Linked DNA regions of Danio rerio: region 1 is linked to region 2. A link is a contact called in public Hi-C data. All regions are on one chromosome and are shown on one strand. Each heading gives the region's core, a stretch centred on a gene start, on an enhancer-like site or on the middle of the called end of the contact. The rest is flanking DNA. Distances are from core to core; before and after follow the strand shown. Region 1 has its middle 58 kb from the start of tob1a. Region 2 has its middle 36 kb from the start of wfikkn2a.

What was found. A called contact is a pair of places that touch in the nucleus more often than the background predicts.
Region 1: a Hi-C map of embryo shows a contact between it and region 2, with 2.1 times the contacts expected there. The contact joins two enhancer-like sites. A contact is called at or near these places in 2 of 18 Hi-C or Micro-C datasets (caudal fin and embryo).

What each region holds. Positions count from the first base shown.
Region 1 is chr3:17,025,035-17,029,661 of GRCz12tu, forward strand. No RefSeq gene overlaps it. Among named protein-coding and RNA genes, the nearest start is that of tob1a, 58 kb to the left of the region's middle. Within about 2 kb of position 1,402, at least 10 of the 62 cell types and tissues checked have an H3K27ac peak or open chromatin away from gene starts, as enhancers often do.
Region 2 is chr3:16,910,649-16,915,695 of GRCz12tu, forward strand. No RefSeq gene overlaps it. Among named protein-coding and RNA genes, the nearest start is that of wfikkn2a, 36 kb to the left of the region's middle. Within about 2 kb of position 2,918, at least 6 of the 62 cell types and tissues checked have an H3K27ac peak or open chromatin away from gene starts, as enhancers often do.

The sequences.
Region 1 (4,627 bases), core at 152-2,651, 110 kb after region 2:
ATAGAAAATGCTATTACCAACTAATAAAAATTGTAAAACTATAATAAATATATTAGTTCTTATAAAATACTAGAAATTATAAAACATTCAGGTGAATAAATCATCTGAAATCATAATAGAATAACACTGATTAAACAAACAAATACAAAGTGAAAAGTATTAAAAGCTGACAAAAACATAAAGACACTAAATAATCTTCAAATCATATTTTAGACCCATTTACAACATCATATATCATTTGTAACAAATAAAAAAAAAAACGGAACTTACATTATAGGCTGGTTGTCAATGTGACATATAAAGCAATGAAAACCCCTGATGTACGGATTAGAATAAGCAAAAGAAAAAGCGTTGCTTGCCATAAAGGGATAGTTTACCCTAGTTTTTTTGGTAAAATAAGCGTAATCTAAAGGTTTCAGGCCTTTGTGAGTTTCTTTCTGCTGTTGAAACCAAAAGAAGACATTTTGAAGAAAGTTGAAACCTGTCACCATTGACTTCCATAGTAGGAAAAATAAATAATATGGAAGTCAATAGACTTGACTTCACATTCACTGAGTTTTAAATCAGTGCTAGTTCTTTTACCTACATTCATTCAAATCTATAAGAATCAATGTATTATGAATGAAACCAGTACACTAATATACTGGTTAAAAGGTCTCATTGCGATAGATGACAAACACATTACGTGACAGCTAGAAAAATTGTCAGAGGTAAAAGTCCACACTGCAGTACAAACCACACCAAATCCTGTCTTTCCATTGGTGGACCTGTTAAAACACAGGTGTCCTCCCACCCTTGCCTTCCATATCATCAGTACACGATAAACAAACAGCAAACATGAACTTCTGTAAACTAAAGACGGCTGAACAAACTCACGTCTGCCAGTGAAGTAAAGCACACTTTATTTGCTCACTATCATGTTGAATCAAACCTAGAGTTCTTTTGAGAAGCAAAAACAGATTCATTTCCATATATTATCCAGAGTTTTGAATATAATGACAGTAAATGTCTAATTAAGCTTTAGACTGTCAAGACAAAGTGTCAAAAAGAAAGTTGTATTAGACTGGAAAAACATCACAATGAGAAAATCACTACAGAACGTTCTCTTTTTTTGTGGTGAACTATTCCTTTAATGTCAAATTTCACATTATCCACTGTCAGAAAGGTGAGAAATGGTCGTTAAATAGTAACAGGGAAGTGAAAGTCATTCTCTAATCAGCTAAAGGTCAAAGTATTTGCAATGAATAAATCAAAAAAAGGCTTCCACTATCTTATCACAGCCAGCAAAACATGAAGCTGTTCAACAGAGGGTCATTCGCAGCATTCAGCATACACCATGTGCACTTTTCCTTCATTTTCCTGTGCAAATCCTTCCCCCACTCTCTTTCACTCCCATCCATCTGTTGCTGCTCACAGGCGGTGCACGGATAATTATGGAGACGTACAAGAGGAAAAATCAACAGGAGCTGGATAAGGCCTATCAGATATTTGCAATGCAAACAGCCGGAGCATGGTGTGCCTCTGACCCTGCACGATTCAGGTCACTGGCAATTATTTACTAGACACTGGCCAAAAACGACTTGAGCTCCTTGTATGTGTATGTACAGGGAACTTGGAGTATAGTCAGCATGTTAGCTGTGTGTCATGTACTGTATGTGTCACTTATATTATTATATTAGGGTTGGGCATCAACTCAGATATCCAGATTCAATTCTAATGTACAAGCACTTATTTTGAATAGGTTTGATTTGATTCAGTGTAAATAGATTTTTTACAAAGGTTTAAGATAGACCTGTGTATTAAACTTTACTTCAGTTACAGTTCATAATGTTAAAACAGAAACCACCTCTCTAGTTTAGATGAATACGATGACAAAGCAACAGACAGTGCGACAGATAGCAAGAGCAACAGATGGAAAGACAGAGCAACACACAGAACCACAAATAGAAAGAGCAACAAATGACAGACAGAGATAGAATAACAGATGGACAGACAGAGCAACAGACAGAAAGATGAAAGAGAGAGAGAGAGAGAGAGAAACAGACAAAAATGTACAGAAATAGCTAAAGAAAGATTATAGGACAGAAAGACATAGATGACAGATGAATGAACAGAATAACAGACAGTGTGACATACAGATGGGCACAGCAACAGACAGATGGACAGATAGCGAGAGCAACAGACAGATCAACAGACAGATGGACAGATAGCAAGAGCAAAAGACAGATCAACAGACAGATGGACAGATAGCGAGAGCAACAGACAGATCAACAGACAGATGGACAGATAGCGAGAGCAACAGACAGGTCAACAGACAGATGGACAGATAGCGAGAGCAACAGACAGATCAACAGACAGATGGACAGATAGTGAGAGCAACAGACAGATCAACAGACAGATGGACAGATAGCGAGAGCAACAGACAGATCAACAGACAGATGGACAGATAGCGAGAGCAACAGACAGATCAACAGACAGATGGACAGCTAGCGAGAGCAACAGACAGGTCAACAGACAGATGGACAGATAGCGAGAGCAACAGACAGATCAACAGACAGATGGACAGAAAGCGAGAGCAACAGACAGGTCAACAGACAGATGGACAGATAGCGAGAGCAACAGACAGGTCAACAGACAGATGGACAAACAAAGAAACAAATGGACTGAACAAAAGACAGAATGACAGACAAATGGACAGAGTAACAATCAGATGTACACCGAACAACAGAGAGCGACATACAGATGTACAAAGAACAACAGACAGAGCAACAGACATAGACAGAGCAACAGTCAGATGTATACAGAACAACAGACAGAGCAACCAACAGATGGACACAGAACAACAAACAGATCAACAGACAGATGGACAGAGCAACAGACAGATGTACGCAGAACAACAGACAGATGAGCACTGTATGACAGACAGAGCGACCAACAGATGGACACAGAACAACAGACAGAGTGACCGAGAGATGGACACAGTACAACATACAGATCAACAGACAGATGGACAGAGCAACAGACAGATGTACGCAGAACAACAGACAGATGGGCACAGAATGACAGACAGAGCGACCAACAGATGGACACAGAACAACAGACAGAGTGACCGACAGATGGACACAGAACAACAAACAGATCAACAGACGGAGCGACAGACAGATGGACAGAGCAACAGACAGATGTACGCAGAACAACAGACAGATGGGCACAGAATGACAGACAGAGCGACCAACAGATGGACACAGAACAACAGACAGAGCGACCGACAGATGGACACAGAACAACAAACAGATCAACAGACGGAGCAACAGACAGATGGACAGAGCAACAGACAGATGTACGCAGAACAACAGACAGATGGGCACAGAATGACAGACAGAGCGACCAACAGATGGACACAGAACAACAGACAGAGTGACCGACAGATGGACACAGTACAACATACAGATCAACAGACGGAGCGACAGACAGACGGACAGAGCAACAGACAGATGTACGCAGAACAACAGACAGATGGACATAGAATGACAGACAGAGTGACAGACAAATGTACACAGGGCAACAGACAGAACGACAGACTGATGGACACAAAACAGCAGACAGAGCGACCAACAGATGGACAGAGAACAACAGACAGATGGGCACAGAATGACGGACAGAGCGACAGACAAATGTACACAGAGGAACAGACAAATGTACATAGAGTGACAGAGACTGACAAAGAGATGGACAGAGCAACAGACAGATAAACAGAGCGAAAGACAGATAAACAGAGAGATTAACAGACAAAGCACCAGACAGGAAGGCAGGCAGGCAGATGGACGAACGGACGGACGGACGGACGGACTTAGTATCATGATAGATAGATAGATAGATAGATAGATAGATAGATAGATAGATAGATAGATAGATAGATAGATAGATAGATAGATAGATAGATAGAGATAGATAGATAGATAGATAGATAGATAGATAGATAGATAGATAGATAGATAGATAGATAGATAGATAGATAGATAGATAGATAGATAGATAGATAGATAGATAGATAGATAGATAGATGCAGCACAAACTAAGCTACTCCAAACCTTACTTTACTGAGGTAACACGCCACCGCTAACAAGCCATATGCTTAACTCTCCTCCTTAACAGTCCGGCAGCCCTCTCAAGGTGAATCAACACACATGCTAACAAACATATAAGCTAGCAGACTGCAGTCTTGTCCACAGATGGCTGCTTCTAAAGAAGTCCTGTTATATGAAGACTTCAGAGAGGAATCATAGCACATCTATACATACATTAAAAGGGGAATATCAGCTAATTTTAGCATCTGAACACTAGCCTTGCTCTGACACAAAACAGAAAAGCGATCATAACAAACTTCTCCTCCAAAGAGTTCACAAAGCTAGGCTCAAAGTTGTTTGGGAAATGGTTTACAGGCATTATTATTGTCATATCCGTGCGTCACATTGCAATTAGTGAAAAGTAAATATCCTCTTTAGCCTGAGAAACATCATCCTAATAAGGCAAGCGGTAAAAGCGTACACTTTTCATCTGTTATGTTTATACCAGAAGTGTTTGCAGAAATGACACTGTGCAAACTGACTACGCAAACAGCTCTGTG
Region 2 (5,047 bases), core at 1,668-4,167:
GTATGCATGCAAAGCACAACTCACCTTTACAAAATCCAATTCATAAAGTTAAAGCACAATTCCTAAATACAAAACACAATTTGTGAATTCACTAGTAAAAATCTTATTTTTACTAAATGAATTTGATTTTTGTACACTGAAAAACTGTTGCAAACAAATACAATTAGTAATGTTTAACTTCGAAATTGTTTACAATCACTTAGCTTTAAAAAATTGAGTAAATCCAATTATCTTTGAATATTTTTTTCAGTGTATTAATGAATCGTGTTTTTAATTTACAAACTAGATTTGAGCATTTATGAAATGGGTTTTAAATTTTTCAACTGGATTTGTGTATTTTTTTAATCGTGTTTTGAATTTCCGAATTGGATTTGTGCATTTAAAAATCATATTTCGAATGTACAAATTGAATGTGTGTATTTTTGAATCGTGTTTTGAACTTTAGAATTGAACTTGTGCATTTTTGAATCATGTTTTGATTTTACGAACTGGATTTTGTTCATGTGAATTGTGTTGTGGACATATGAACTATATATTTTGTAATTAGTTTTAAGACTGATCTGGCTCCATAAATAAAGCTCAGGCTGAGGGAAATGTAAATTCACATCTGTACAGTTCACCTCTGAATTGCATGAGCAACAGGATGCATGAAAGAAAGTTCATCTCTACTCAGCAATGAATATTTTACGTCTGCATTTTGCAGTTTTTATTCTTTGTAAGGAAACACTGTATCTTTTTTTGTGCAAGTGAGATCTGTAAATACATGTTCAGATTTAAGCTAGTTTACATGTCATACGCAATACCTCTTGCATTTACGATTTCTTACAGGAGAGCTGTCAGTCAATAAATGGAAAATAAGTAACTACAAAAGGTATTTTCTAATGCTTTCTGTTGCTTATTAAATATAAAAAAAGAGCTTTGCTGTGAGTAAATCAGGTCCCTGAATCATGTTCAGCCACAAGTGCAAGAACAAACAGGTTACTTAAGTTGCTGGCTGGCAACAGATCACTTAATTGCTTTCACATTACATCACAGCAGCATCAAAACCTGTTTGACTTTCTGTCTTCCGTTGAACACAAAAGATGCACGGAAGAATGCTGGAAAAACAGCCATTGACTTTCATAGTATTTCTTAGGTCTGCTATTGATCTCTGTAGCTGCTTTTATTCCAACATTCTTCAGTCTATCTTGTCTTGTGTTCAACAGAAGAAAGAATCTCATAAAAGTTTAGCCTAAGGAAACGCTGAAGAAATGTTCATTTTTGGGAGAACTACCTACCCCTTTATTATGTGAATGCATTACCCAACAATAACTGTGATACATAAAGTCTTAAATACAGCATACCAAAGAAAACAGTGGCTTTAAAATGTGACAAAATAGCCCAAATTACATTAACATCAGCAAACAATTTTTGTAAAATTTAAAGAAATATATAAATAAATCCAGTTGAGCCACTGTATTAAGATATTTATGCCTGATTATCAAAGATGTCAGTCTAGAGACTTGAAATGACTTAAAGTAATTGTCACTGGTGATATTATGTTTGTTTGTTTTTTTTATGTGAAGGTTAATCCCTGCTTTTGAAGACAATAGACTGGCAAAACTGTATTCATGGCTGGCTGTGGTCTGCACAGAGGCGTAAAACTCTCGTAGAGTCTCGTTGACAAGAGAAGCAGAATAAGGTCTCAAAATCAGCATTTTTTTTTGGCTCTGAGACAACAATTCTGAGAAAGCTTTTAATACGAATCAGACAATACTCTGATTAAGCGTCCACCATGGAAACAGCGACATGTGGAGTATGCAAATCATGTAAACATCTTAATTATATTATTGTCTTAATCAGATTAAGGCAAATAATTCAATAACTGATGTCCATGTAAACATAGCCGGTGTGTGTTTGTGTGATATTATGGCTACTAGTAATGTTTGCGAGCAGCACATTTATTTCAAACGGTGATCAAAACTGACTGGAACTGCCTGTGCATCTCAACGGAAATAAGGCACACCTTCCAGCCAATCAGAATCAAGGATTTCGACAGACTATGGAATAAGAATACATACATACATATATATATATACATACACACATATACATATATATATATATATATATATATATATATATATATATATATATATATATATATATATATATATATATATATATATATATATATATATATATAGTACTATATATTCCCCGAATTATTAGCCCCCCTGTTAATTTTTTTCCCCAATTTCTGTTTAACGGAGAGAAGAGTTTTTCAACTTTTCTAAGCAGAATTGTTTTAGTAACTCATTTCTAATAACTGATTTATTTTATCTTTGCCATGATGACAGTAAATAATATTTTATTAGATATTTTTCAAGACACTTCTATACAGCTTAAAGTGACATTTTAAAGGCTTAACTAATTAGGGTAACTAGGCAAGACAGGGTAATTAGACAAATTATTGTATAATGATGGTTTGTTCTGTAGACAATTGAAAAAAATTTGCTTGAAGGGGCTAATAATTTTGACCTTAAAATGTTTTTAACTGCTTTTATTCTAGCCGAAATAAAACAAATAAGACTTTCTTCAGAAGAAAAATCATTATCAGACATACTGTGAAAGTTTCCTTGCTCTGTTAAACATCATTTGGGAAATATGAAAGATAGAAAAAAAAAACCCAAAGGGGGGCTAATACATAATTCTGACTTCAACTGTTTATTGATTTGTAAAAACACTTTAAAAGATTTCACTCAGAATACACCTTTCTACTCTTAAAAGAACAAGGCGGTTGTTAACCATCTACTCTTATGGGAAAGCAACAAAAAGACAAATTTTTTCTTCTCTTTTTTTGTGTGTGGAGTTGTAGGAAGAATCAATCTGAGGGTGTTCTGATCCAGCAGACACTGAACAAAAGGCAATTCTGTGAAGTGGTGTTAGCTCTACACCCCCATGTGAATTACTGCGCCTGTCCTCTGTCCTTTTGTATTCCAGCTGGGAACAGAAAGTCATAAATTCTGTGAATTTATAGCATCCAATTAAACAAGGAAAGGTGGGAAATGCTTTATAGACTGACAAAATTGAAAAAAAGAGCCCACTGCAACAGAATTGAAATGTTGATGAGATGAAGCTTCACAAACAGCCCACTGAAAAAAACAAGTTAAAACAAAGAATCAGTCAATCATCAATGATCACTGCTCGCTTTTTCATTCATTCATTCATTTTCTTTTCAGCTTAGTACCTTTATTAATCTGGGGTCGCCACAGCAGAATGAACCACCAACACTCATTCACACCCATACACTATGTACAATTCAGCGAACCATTCTGCTCTCTTTTTTCAATAACTAAAATGCACTGAGAAATTATCATATTCATCATCATATCATATTTGTATTTATTAGATTGTTTCGTGTCATTGTGTATGTTTTGGACATTTATTTACTCATTACTTTTATCTTTTTTTTTACTTATGTATTTAAAGGTCTACATGGACTAGCCCCGGCGGTCCAGCCTATATATCTAAACTTTTACGTTTGTATTCTCCCCGAAGATCCCTTAGGTCCTCTGCCCAGCTCCTGCTAATTGTTCCTAAATCCCGCTTGAAATTAAAGGAGACAGAGCTTTCTCAGTCTATGCTCTAAAACATGTGAACACATTACCTGCAATAATTAGAGCTTCATCTACATTGTGTTTTTAAAATCTCTCAAAACCTCTTTTCTTTGGCCTATTGAAATATTTTTTTAATAAATTTTTAGTTTTTAGATTTTATTGTCTCACGTATTGTCCAGTCTCTCTAATTGTTTACTATTTTTGCAATGTTTGTCAACATTCATGACATGTTGTTTAAAGGTACTACTTAAATAAAGTTGACCTTGATCATGTTTTAAAGGCACCAAAATATACAGTATTTTAAAACTGAAAAACACTGTAAAAAAAATATATGTTACTTATTATTATTTTATGATGTTTTCTGTTTATTTACGGTTATGAATTGCATTTTAGGACCTTGATCTCTGACTTTTCATGTTGAATATTTAACTGCACTTTTAAAAAAGGTGACTTTTATTGATATAAAACTTGTAAAACAACAGAAAAGGTATACTTGCAGTTTATTACCAGGTTTTTGTGCCATAATTTACAACACCAACCCAGACAATATATCACTTTAAACTAGGGACGATATTGGAAAAATCGAACATTGCAAGTGTTTTCTGCGATACACATGCAAGTTCAAGAGATGACCTGAATATCTCTAATTAGACAAAATTATTCATTTTAGAATGATCGTGATGATAAAAACAGTAAACAGTGTTTTATGGATTTGTAACAGTTCTCGTGTACAGTAATTGAATAATCACGTGTGGAATAATACTGTGTTGTTTTAATAATAATAATAATTCAATACAAATAATCCTTATTAGAGTTACAAATGGTACAGTTTCTTATGCCAATTGCTTTTAAAGTTCTCATGCCTCAAAAACACATGCAAATAATAAACTTTAATCCAGACTCCACATCACATATATTGATGCATATATTGTGCAGCCCTACTTCAAACTATTAAAAATGTCAATAAAAGCCCCTTTTCCCCCACAAACTTTTCAACACCAGAAATAGTTGGAAAAAAGATCTCAAGGTCTCATAATGTAATGCTTTCAACACAGTTTTTATTTATTTTTTGTAAGTTTTAGTTGGACTTTTCAAGTTTTTTTTAATGCTTTTTTTGTACACTTGTTGAAAATTGTTAAATTTGTATTATTGTCCAGGCCAAATTCCCTCCATTGGCCCTTATCCATCATGGCCTCCCAATCATCTCTATCCAATGTATTGGCTCTATCACTGTCTCTCTAATCCCCCTATAAATGGTGTGTTGTAAGGCGCACTGGCACCGTTTTCCTGTGGCTGCCGACGCACCATCCAAGTGGATGTTCCATACTGGTGGAGGTGTATAGAGACCCCCCTAATGAGTGTGAAGCGCTTTGGATGGTAGAACAGGGTAATATAAATACACATTACATTATTGTTATATGCAATGACAGCCAAAAAATCATAAAAAC